Regions from separate parts of the Capsicum annuum genome. Here region 2 is linked to region 1. A link is a contact called in public Hi-C data. All regions are on one chromosome and are shown on one strand. Each heading gives the region's core, a stretch centred on a gene start, on an enhancer-like site or on the middle of the called end of the contact. The rest is flanking DNA. Distances are from core to core; before and after follow the strand shown.

Region 1 (4,821 bases), core at 357-2,856:
AGAAAAGATCAGTGATAGAACGCAGAACACAAGCAGTGATCTTTAACGTCTTGTCCAAATCGAGACACTTATTTTCATTGTCAATGACAGGAATATAGAAGAACAACGGATCCAATGACACCGCAATTACACAAACTAGTACAAATACTTTGTTCCATTGCTGAAGAAATCTCCCCTGAGGATCAAGAACTTTCATCTTTGATGCGACAGATTGATCTTTTGTTGGCTTATCAGTTATAGGATAGACTCGAATTGATTTTCTCAAGCTACTAATTCTTTCAGAACCCCTCTCTAGCCTTCTTTTGAAGCTGCTCATTAACGAGCTAAACGACGGTTTTCTGACATGAAAATGCCTATTATCCTGAGAATTTTGACCGTCAATGCTAAATGATGATTGTTCTGACTTCCGGTCCTCAAACCTAAGTACATATAAAACAAGCAAAAAGATTAATACAAATCCAAAATTAGTTGGTTCATGTACCAAATTGTTACAAAAAAGATCAAATTAGGGTCTAATAAGATTCTTTTTGTTATTCACTTCCCATTGTGGTCCTATCTTGTTAGTTTCATCGATTAATTTATCTTTTAGCATTAATTCTTCTTGCATGTAGCTCGAATCGTATCATGATATTTATGTCAGCCTCTGATAATAGATCTTTTTAGCTCATGCCGCTATTCAATAAGTCAAAACAAAAATAATTAATTGCACATTACTTGGTATGGAAGGCTGATTGAACTAACCTTACATATTTGTCCTGCTTGAGATTAATCATATTGAGCTTCTGTTATACTGGATGCTCAGAAATTTCAGCTCTGTTGAAAAACAGAATGATCAACAATAGTAACTAGCTTACATTAACTACAAAAACATATTATAGGGCGAAAGGGAAAAACATTCCAAATGAAAGACGTGAATGTGAAAGTGAATAGTGCAAAATTTGAAGTCGGAATTATAGTTCAAGTATCCTCAACTTGTTCTGGAGTGAGACGTAGTGGTTGTAATTACAATTCAAGTACTAGAAAAACGAAAATTTATTCAAAAAGATATATAATGGTATATCCAGGAATTCTCTAACTCAATAATTTACTAGTAAAAATATGAAAAATATCAAAGAATATTTCTCCATGTTATGAAGTCATGAGAAGGAGCATGAAGAGATACCACTTACAAAAGTGTTTTGCCTGCCCTTCGACTAAATGAATTGGGATATTGTAAGAAAATTAGGACAAATACTTAACACATCAAAACTGATATAAAAGGAACTAAAACCAAAACTAGTACCTCTTTATTTTCCGTTTGGATTTTTTTGGCATTCGGCCTTTTGCTGTACATATGCTTGAATAAATAAAAAATGGTCCACGGACCTAAATCTAACTTTAAAAAAAACGTATGGATACAAGTATATAAAAAACAATAACTTGAGCAGATAGAAACTTACATAGTCTAATGGACATAATCTACAGCTGCAGGGCGAGTCAAGAAATAATGAAGTGAACTTTAGGACAAGTAGGCAGTAACATATGTGTGATCAATTTTTTCTGCTTAAGAAAGTTCCTGGATATTTCTATGAAAAGGCCGACACTGCGTTAATTGGAAGGAAGATTCGGTCTTTTTCCAAAGGGAAGAAACTGCGTAGACTTGGTGGAAGAAAAGTCAAAAGTCAATGAAGAGCTCTAGCAAAAGATATTACACACTCCGTTTCAAAACGAATACGACATTTAAAATAAAAATAAAAATAAAAATAAATCTTATAATAATAAATTAAAGTTATATCAAATGCATCAAAATATCTTTTTAATTTTATAATTTTAAACATATCATGTGTCAAGTTGAAATTAAAGTATTATAAAAAAAAATGAATCATTCTTTTTGAAATAAATTAATAAGAAAAATAGGTAATTCTTTTTTAAACGAAAGTATTTCTTTTCATTCTTAAATAATTTTTTTGAGTTCGTACCTATTGGATACAAGTCACCTTTATTAGAGAATGTTTATTCTTCCTAATCCCAATGTTTATTCTTCCTAATCCCACTCCATATCAGATCTAGTCAAATTACATACAGACACCAAAAACATGAAAAACCAAAAAAAAAGGTACAATTTTTTTTAAATAGGAATTTGTGTTGGGAAAGGCAAAGGCACAATCAAAAAGTCCGACAGGATAGCAGCGGAAGAATACCTAAGTCTAAACTTTTCCTCTCAATTTGAACCAAGAGGAGACAAGCAAATCAAGCAAAACAAAGTAACATAACAACAAATAAATCACCACACAAATACGATAACACAAGAATAAAACCAAGAACAAGAGACACCAAATTTACGTGGAAAACTCTTCAGTGTGTGAAGAGTAAAAAATTACGGGACCAAAATCTCCACCACAATCACCAAAGAGTTACAATATTGTTCTCCAAAATTGCCACCAAACAAGTGCCAAACAACGAGCAACAACACAACAAAGATAGCACTAAACTAGAGAATAAAAAGAAGCACAAACACAAAAAATGCAGCTACTGTTCGAAAATGAAGAACAGGAGTTAAAGGCCATCAAATCCACCTCCGTCAGTTTCTAATCAAAGATTGAGATGAGAGGAATAAAATGTCAAAAAATCAGCTCAATCGGACAAGAAACAAAGCGAAAATCGCAATTTGAAGTTGACTTCTGTGGCTGAAATTTTAGGTGCAAAAATCAGCTTTGTTTTCTCACTTTGGCTGCTGAAAAACTCTTTTGTGGATTGTGAATAAGACCTAAAAAATATCAATATATATGCCCTATAGTAATGAGCCTATGGGCAAAAGTGGGTTGGTCCAAATTGGGCTTCATTTATCCACATAGAAAGGAAAAAAAATCCATGACCCAATAATTCTCCCCCTCCGGACTATGTGGAGGAGACCGTCATCCCGGCGGTCATGCAACAATCTTCAAACTTCCCTCTTGGAAAATCTTTAGTCATCATGTCAGAATCATTATTATTCGTATGAATCTTCTCAAGTTTAAGCAACTTAGAATCCAACACATCCCGAATCCAATGGTATCTCACATCAATGTGTTTAGACCGACCATGAAATGTAGAATTCTTGCCAAGATATATAGAACTTTGACTGTCGCAATAAAAGCACATACCTCTCTTGAGCACAACCAAGTTTCCCCAAGAATCTCTTCATCCAAAGCAATTCTTTACAAGCTTCAACGGTAGCAATAAGTTTAGCTTTTGTAGTAGATAGAGCAACACATTTTTGCAACCTAGATTGCCAAGACACAACTCCCCCTGCAAAAGTAACCAAATACTCTGAAGTAGACTTGAGTATCAACATCACCAGTCATATCTAAATCAGTATAACCACAAAGAATAGGCTTCCCTTTACCAAAACACAAACTCAGACTAGAAGTGCCACAAAGATATCTTATAATCCACTTCACAACATTTCAATGTTCTCTTCCCAGATTAGAAAGAAAACTACTAACAACACCAACAACATGAGTAATATCCGATCTTGTGCAAATCATTGCATACATCAAACTACCAACAATTGAAGCATAAGGAACTTTCTTCATATCTTCCTTCTCATCATCACTGGAAGAACACTGCTTCGTGCTCAACTTAAAGTGCATAGCTAAAGGTGTACTGACAACCTTAGCCTTGTCCATGTTAAACCTTCGAAGTACTTTCTGAATGTACTTCTCTTGTGATAACCACAATTTTTTGGCCTTTCTATCACGGACAATCTGCATGCCAAGATTCTGCTTTGCTAGTTCTAAGTCTTTCATAGAAAAAGACTTACTCAACTCTTGTTTCAACTTTTGAATTCTACAAGCATTATGACCAACAACAAGCATGTCATCAACATAAAGCAAAACAATAATAAAGTCCCCATCAGAGAATTTTTGAACGAAAACACAATGGTCTGAAGTAGTCTTCTTGAAGCCCTGCTGACTCATAAAGGAACCAAACTTCCTGTACCACTACCTAGGAGCTTGTTTCAAACATACAAGCTCTTCTTCAATTTGCAAACATAATTCTCTTTTCTCTTGACTTCAAAACCTTTGGGTTGCTCCATATAGATTTTTTCATCTAAGTCACCATGGAGAAAAGCAGTTTTAACATCCATTTGCTCAATCTCTAAATCTAGACTTGCAACTAAGCCTAGAACCATACGAATGGATGACATCTTCACAAATGGAGAGAATATCTCATCAAAATCACCTCTCTTTTTATGGTTAAATCCTTTCACAACCAGTCTAGCTTTGTACCATAGAATTGGGTTACCATCTTCATGTTTCACCCGAAAAACCCACCTATTTTTCAAAGCTTTTCTGTCTTTAGGCAACTTAACCAAATCAAAGGTATGATTATCATGCAAAGATTTAATCTCATCTTCCATAACATCAAACAACTTTTATTTTTCTTCACTTTCCATAGCCTCATCAAGACTCTCAGGTTCTCACCCGTCAGTCAAGAGTACATACTCATTGGAAGAATAACAAGATGAAAGTATTCTCTCTCTAGTAGATCATCTGTGAGAACTCTTTAGAACATCAACAACTGGTTGCTGATCAACCATATCAACTTGCATTGGAGCATCAACAATATCATACTGGTCATTCTGAACATTATCATCATCTTCATTATCAACTTGATTTTAATCATCATGAAGATTTTCTTCAGGAGCAATAGTCAAAGGAACTGGATCAACATCAACTAGACTCTCTTTACTTTAAGAATCAACCTTCTCAGCTTTGTCAAAATCTTCAATTATTTGGTCTTCAAAGAACACAACATCACGACTTCTAATAAGTTTCTTCTCTGGATCATAGAAACGAT
Region 2 (5,207 bases), core at 1,345-3,844, 510 kb after region 1:
TTTTGTGCACTCCATCCCTTCCCCATGCACACCAACCCCCAACCTCCTCTGCTTACTAGAATTCAGATACAGTGGTCAAGGAACGAATTCAAAGCAAATAATGCAACATGTCAACCCAAATTTGACTCCTGATGAAATGTTTCCACCTTTTGGTCTTTTCTCTATGCTTCAATTGTATAAGGGCCATAATTACACTACGTATCTGTGATAATCTACATTTAATGTGGTTGGCTACCTTACCAGAGCATTTCCTTTCATTCGAATGTCTGAAATCCATCCTCTATCAGCATTATGTCTTCCATGCAGAACTAGTTTACTTCCCTCACTGGCATCAGCAAGTACAAAAGATAAAGATATTAAACAGCTTTTTTGATCATAAAGGATTGAAAAGTATTCCTGATGTTGAAGTCCTGCTAAAGCAGTACTCATTCCTATAATAAATTAAACTTTGATTCATTGTTTTCATTTATTTGATAGAAGCAGGACCTGGTGGAGATAGAGAAAAACAACAAAATAAAACTAAGGATAATAGTCTAGTCTCGGTTCTCAAGGGAAGGATTAGGTTTTTGATATTATCATCTCATGGGAAATGTCACCGAGCCAGTTGAATAGCAAGATATCACTTAGTTTCAGCTAACTGCAAATGCTACAACGCATCTCCAAGGTACACTTACTATATACAGTTAAGGTGATCATGAGTTCACTTACTTCTTCAGATCATACCAAACAGGTGACAGATGTGTGATTTTAGAACTGAACTTCTTTGCCAGGTCATAGCCTTTTGAATTCCTGCACCATTGATCATACCATCATGAACTGTAGAATCCAAAACTATATCTATCAGTATCAAAACAATATCTTTTTAGCAGTTAGCAAGGTTGGAGAAGAGGTATTGGCACTTCTAAGAATTTTCTATTCAATATAATTTAATGCAAAAATGAACAGAAACAAGCTAGGAAAAGTTCTCCATACCCAAACTTCTAAGTTCTAAATTTCATCACATTTATCCCATCACTTGAATCCTCCAAACATTGACAAACATTCCCCTCAGAAAATAGTCCCTTTATTTAAAAAAAAAGAAAAGAAAAGAAAAACTACACAATAGTTGGGACCGACTAATGAAGTCTTTATACTCATTCCTCCTATGAGGATTTATTATATTTGTTATAAACTTATTGAAAGGTATGGGACTTGATTCCCACTTCGATTAAATGGGGAGTTCATGTGGGGCGTATATAGCCATGGGCTCTAGCTTTGGGGTTGTGGTTCTCCTTGGATTGTGTTGATGGTATCAAAGCGACCCACCACCCTCCATCCCGAAAGTGCCATGGATGGTGACACCAATATTGCAGCTTTCATCCATGACTAACACCTACCTAATTGTGGTAGAGTAAAAGCTACCTAGGGTGGAGCCACTGAGGACGACGAATACAGAGCGTGGTGGTTTGTTGTGATCCTGTTGCAAGGTATAGGACTTAAGTCCTACATCGACTACATGGGGAGTTGATGTGGAGCTTATATAGGTTGATTTCTCCCACCTCAATAGCTAGCTTTCGGGTGTGGTTCTCCTTGGATTGTATCAACAACTACTTTTAGATTAGTTGTCAACCAACTACAACCATTCTCCTCTATCAAGACTTAGTTGAAATGCAACTCTAAAACAGTTTCTTGTTTAAGTACATGATATTTTGAAGATTACCCATACCATGTATTATATTCTAGATCGATTCAGGGGGAATTTGGCCAAGTTGAACTCCGACAAACACATCTGGGTATAAGATTCCGGAAAAATGGGGAATTGAAGTTGAATTTTGGAATTTTAGGAATTTTTAAAACACCAAAAAGTTGTTTTCGCTTTTTTTCCACTCCAAATTAATCACAACAACTCAAAAAGAACTCCAATTTGTATTGACACAGCTCCAATTCTGAAATATCATTTTTTACTTCAAAAACTACTTTCCTCAAATACGACAATTTCTTTAGAGTCCAAAACAAATTAAGATTTTCTAATCTTCTAACACCAAACATCACAAAGATAAAAGGAAAAGGTGGATTTCAACATATACAAATCAAGAATAATTAAACACGATTCAACAAAGTGTAGAACAAATGCAAATACCATGGAGTGATATAGGCCAGAATGGGATTTTCAAAATGCCGCCGACTAATATTTTCCGAAACGTTAGTATTCTCCTGCAAGTCTTGAAAACTCACCAAATAATTAAAAAAAACATACAAAACGAAAAGAAATCAAATTGGGGGAGGGTAAGAATATGTTACATTGAGAATATCACTGTAAGTTGAATCGGTTTTAACGAGGGCGCGTTGGTAAACATAAGGCTTGTCAGCATCATCAACAACAGTAGTAGAAGCAGTGTTGGAGTACTTTTGACGGTAAATTAGTAAAGAAACGATGAAGAATAAAATGCAGAAGGTGGTGGTGACCCCACGCTGTCGATTTGTGTGAGACTTTACTGAGCTGCGTGATGAGGGCTTGAGTGGTTGGGATCGTTGGCTCGAGCTCGCAGAAACCACTTGTTTGCTTCTCTTCTTGGCCATTCTTTTTTTATCGAACACAACTGCTGCGAGAAATTTACCCTTTCAACCATGTCAAATTATGTAAAAGCAAGCTAATTAATCTATTGATTAGTGGACACGTCGAATCACATAAGAACAATTAAAATAAATTTGATTCAAATTATTTAAAAATATAGAATTTGGATTTTATTTATTTTTTCTCTAATCAGTTTGACATTTTTATTAACAACACATTTATTACTGATTTAATTTACAAAATTAACTTTTTTAGTTATGCTTTGAAAATTAAAATTTCAGTATTGATATCTTATATAGTCATTTAATGATAAGAATAATATTGTAAAATATGATAAATCTTTTGACTTCACAAATTGGACAAGTTTTTACAACTTACACCAAATACATACCCATTGTATTCCCACATAGTGGGGTCTTGGGAGAGTAAATTGTACGCAGATCATACCGCTATCTTAGTGAAGTAGAGAGATTGTTTTCGATAGACCTTCGACTCAGGACAAATAATAGTATATCAAACACAAACATAAAAGCATATAAACCAATATAGTATGCAAAATAAACTAACACTGCTAGCTAATACAACGAAGAATACAACCACAAGGTAATACTATAAACTATCTATTCGAAATCATAGACATCACCGAACCACGAACAAGGAATTCCATACGCAAACAAAGTACTCCCCCTACTGTTACAAATGCACTCCTACCCCCTAACTCTAATCTGCGACCTCCACGCCTTTCTATTAAGGGTTATGTCCTCCGTAAGATGTAACTACTCTGTATCATGTCTAATCGCCTTCCTTCAATATTTCTTCGACCTACCTAAAACCATCTATATGTAGCATCTCACACCTCCGTACTGGAGCATCCGAGTCCCTCTTCATCACGTGTTCGAACCAACGTAATCTTATTTCTCGCATATTGTCCTGCACTGAAACCACTCTTACCTTCTCCAGAATAATCTCATTCCTAAGTGTATCTCTCTTGGTAAGGCCTCACATCCATCGCAATATCCTTATCCTCGCCACCTTTAAATTTTGAATGTAGGAGTTCTTCACTGGCCAACACAACGATCCATACAATAGTTGGTCGGACTGTCACTCTGTAGAACTTATCTTTTAAGCTTCGGAGACACCCTCTTATCACATAAGACTCCTAAAGGAGCCTCCATGTCAACCACCCTACACTACTACGATGTGTGGCATCCTGGTCAATTTCACTATTTCCCTGAATCATAGACCCCAAATACTTGAAACTATTCCTCTTCTGAATAGAATGAGAATCCAGCTTCACTACCACGTCAGCCTTCTGTGACGGATCTCTAAACTTGCATTTCAAGTACTCTATCTTGATCCTGCTCAACCAAAATTCTTTATACTCAAGGTTCTATCTTCAAATATCCAACATATCATTAACTCCTCCCCAACTCTCATCAATAACTACAACATCATCAGTAAATAACATACACGAAGGCACCTCCTCCTGAATATGTTGCGTCAAAACATCCATCACCAAGACAAATAAAAATAGGCTAAGAGTCAATCCCTGGTGCAACCCTATCAAAATAGAAAAGTGCTTTGAATCTCCACCTACTGTCCTCACACGAGTCTTCGCACCATCATACATGTTTGGAATAAACTTAGTATACACCACGGGCATCCCTCTAGCCTCTAAGCATATCCACAGAATCTTCCTAGAGACATTGTCATATGTATTCTCAAGATCAATGAATACCATGCCCAAGTGTTTCTTCCTCTCCCGAAACTACTCCATTAATCTTCTCACAAGGTGAATGGCCTCAGTAGTCGAGTGACCTTGTAACGCCCCGCATTTCAGGCTACAATATAGACCATGATTCCGATGCGTTGATAATATCGAATCCATAAATCCTATGCTAATATGGCATGTTAATTATTTGTGTAGTATGTGAATCCATTCAAGCTTGAATTTAGACCATAGAGGTCCTTCAACTCAAGGACGAGTCGAAACTATTTTGATCGATTAAGTTTTAGTAGATGTTGTAATTTGTGTCAGCTTCCATCGACCATAACTCTCTGTATATGTCGAATTAGAGAGCCTATTATGAGTCAAATGATAGGTCTTCGAGTTAGCTTTCCAACGATACCAATTTTGCTAAAATCCGGCACACGAGCAAGAAGTTATGGCCTTTTGAAGTAATATGCGTCGCCTAACCAATCGCATATGGCCACTGGAAAGCATAAGCGATAGCATAGGTGGCGCCTATGTAAACATAGGCGATAGCCTAGGTGGCGCCTATGTAAACATAGGCGATGGCATAGGCGGCGCCTATGTAAAGGTTTCAAGTGACTTAAACACTCCATTTTTGGGGCAAAATGGTCCTTTTCCACCCTTACTTAGCCCTAAACACGAAATTTAGTTCCAAAGACCCAAAAATACACCTTCATTCATCAAAAATGCTCAAAGATTCTCCTTAGGGTTTCAAAATAAAAAACTAAGCAACTTAAGATTCAACCAGGGGTTTTAGAAACTAATCCCATATTTGGAAACCCCAGAATGTAGGCTTCAAGAAGCACCTATAATCTTCGCATATAGAGGTACGTGGGGTTATCTAAAAAATCTCATGGGCTTTAAAAAATCATGTTTTCAAAATGGGGGTTTTGAAATTAC

The links. Hi-C and Micro-C count contacts between places; a contact is called where the count stands out from the background.
Region 2: a contact with region 1 is called in a Hi-C map of leaf, with 2.3 times the contacts expected there. The contact joins the promoter of LOC107877798 here to the promoter of LOC107877796 in region 1. A contact is called at or near these places in 3 of 5 Hi-C or Micro-C datasets (bud, leaf and placenta).

Annotation. Positions count from the first base shown.
Region 1 is chr5:148,592,732-148,597,552 of UCD10Xv1.1, forward strand. It overlaps LOC107877796 (cyclic nucleotide-gated ion channel 1), which reads right to left and starts at 1,607. Exons shown (of 9, transcript XM_016724523.2): 1 at 1,440-1,607; 2 at 742-813; 3 at 1-419. The coding sequence starts at 773.
Region 2 is chr5:149,101,304-149,106,510 of UCD10Xv1.1, forward strand. It overlaps LOC107877798 (chitinase domain-containing protein 1), which reads right to left and starts at 2,595. Exons shown (of 8, transcript XM_016724525.2): 1 at 2,281-2,595; 2 at 2,120-2,193; 3 at 709-789; 4 at 241-325. The coding sequence starts at 2,559.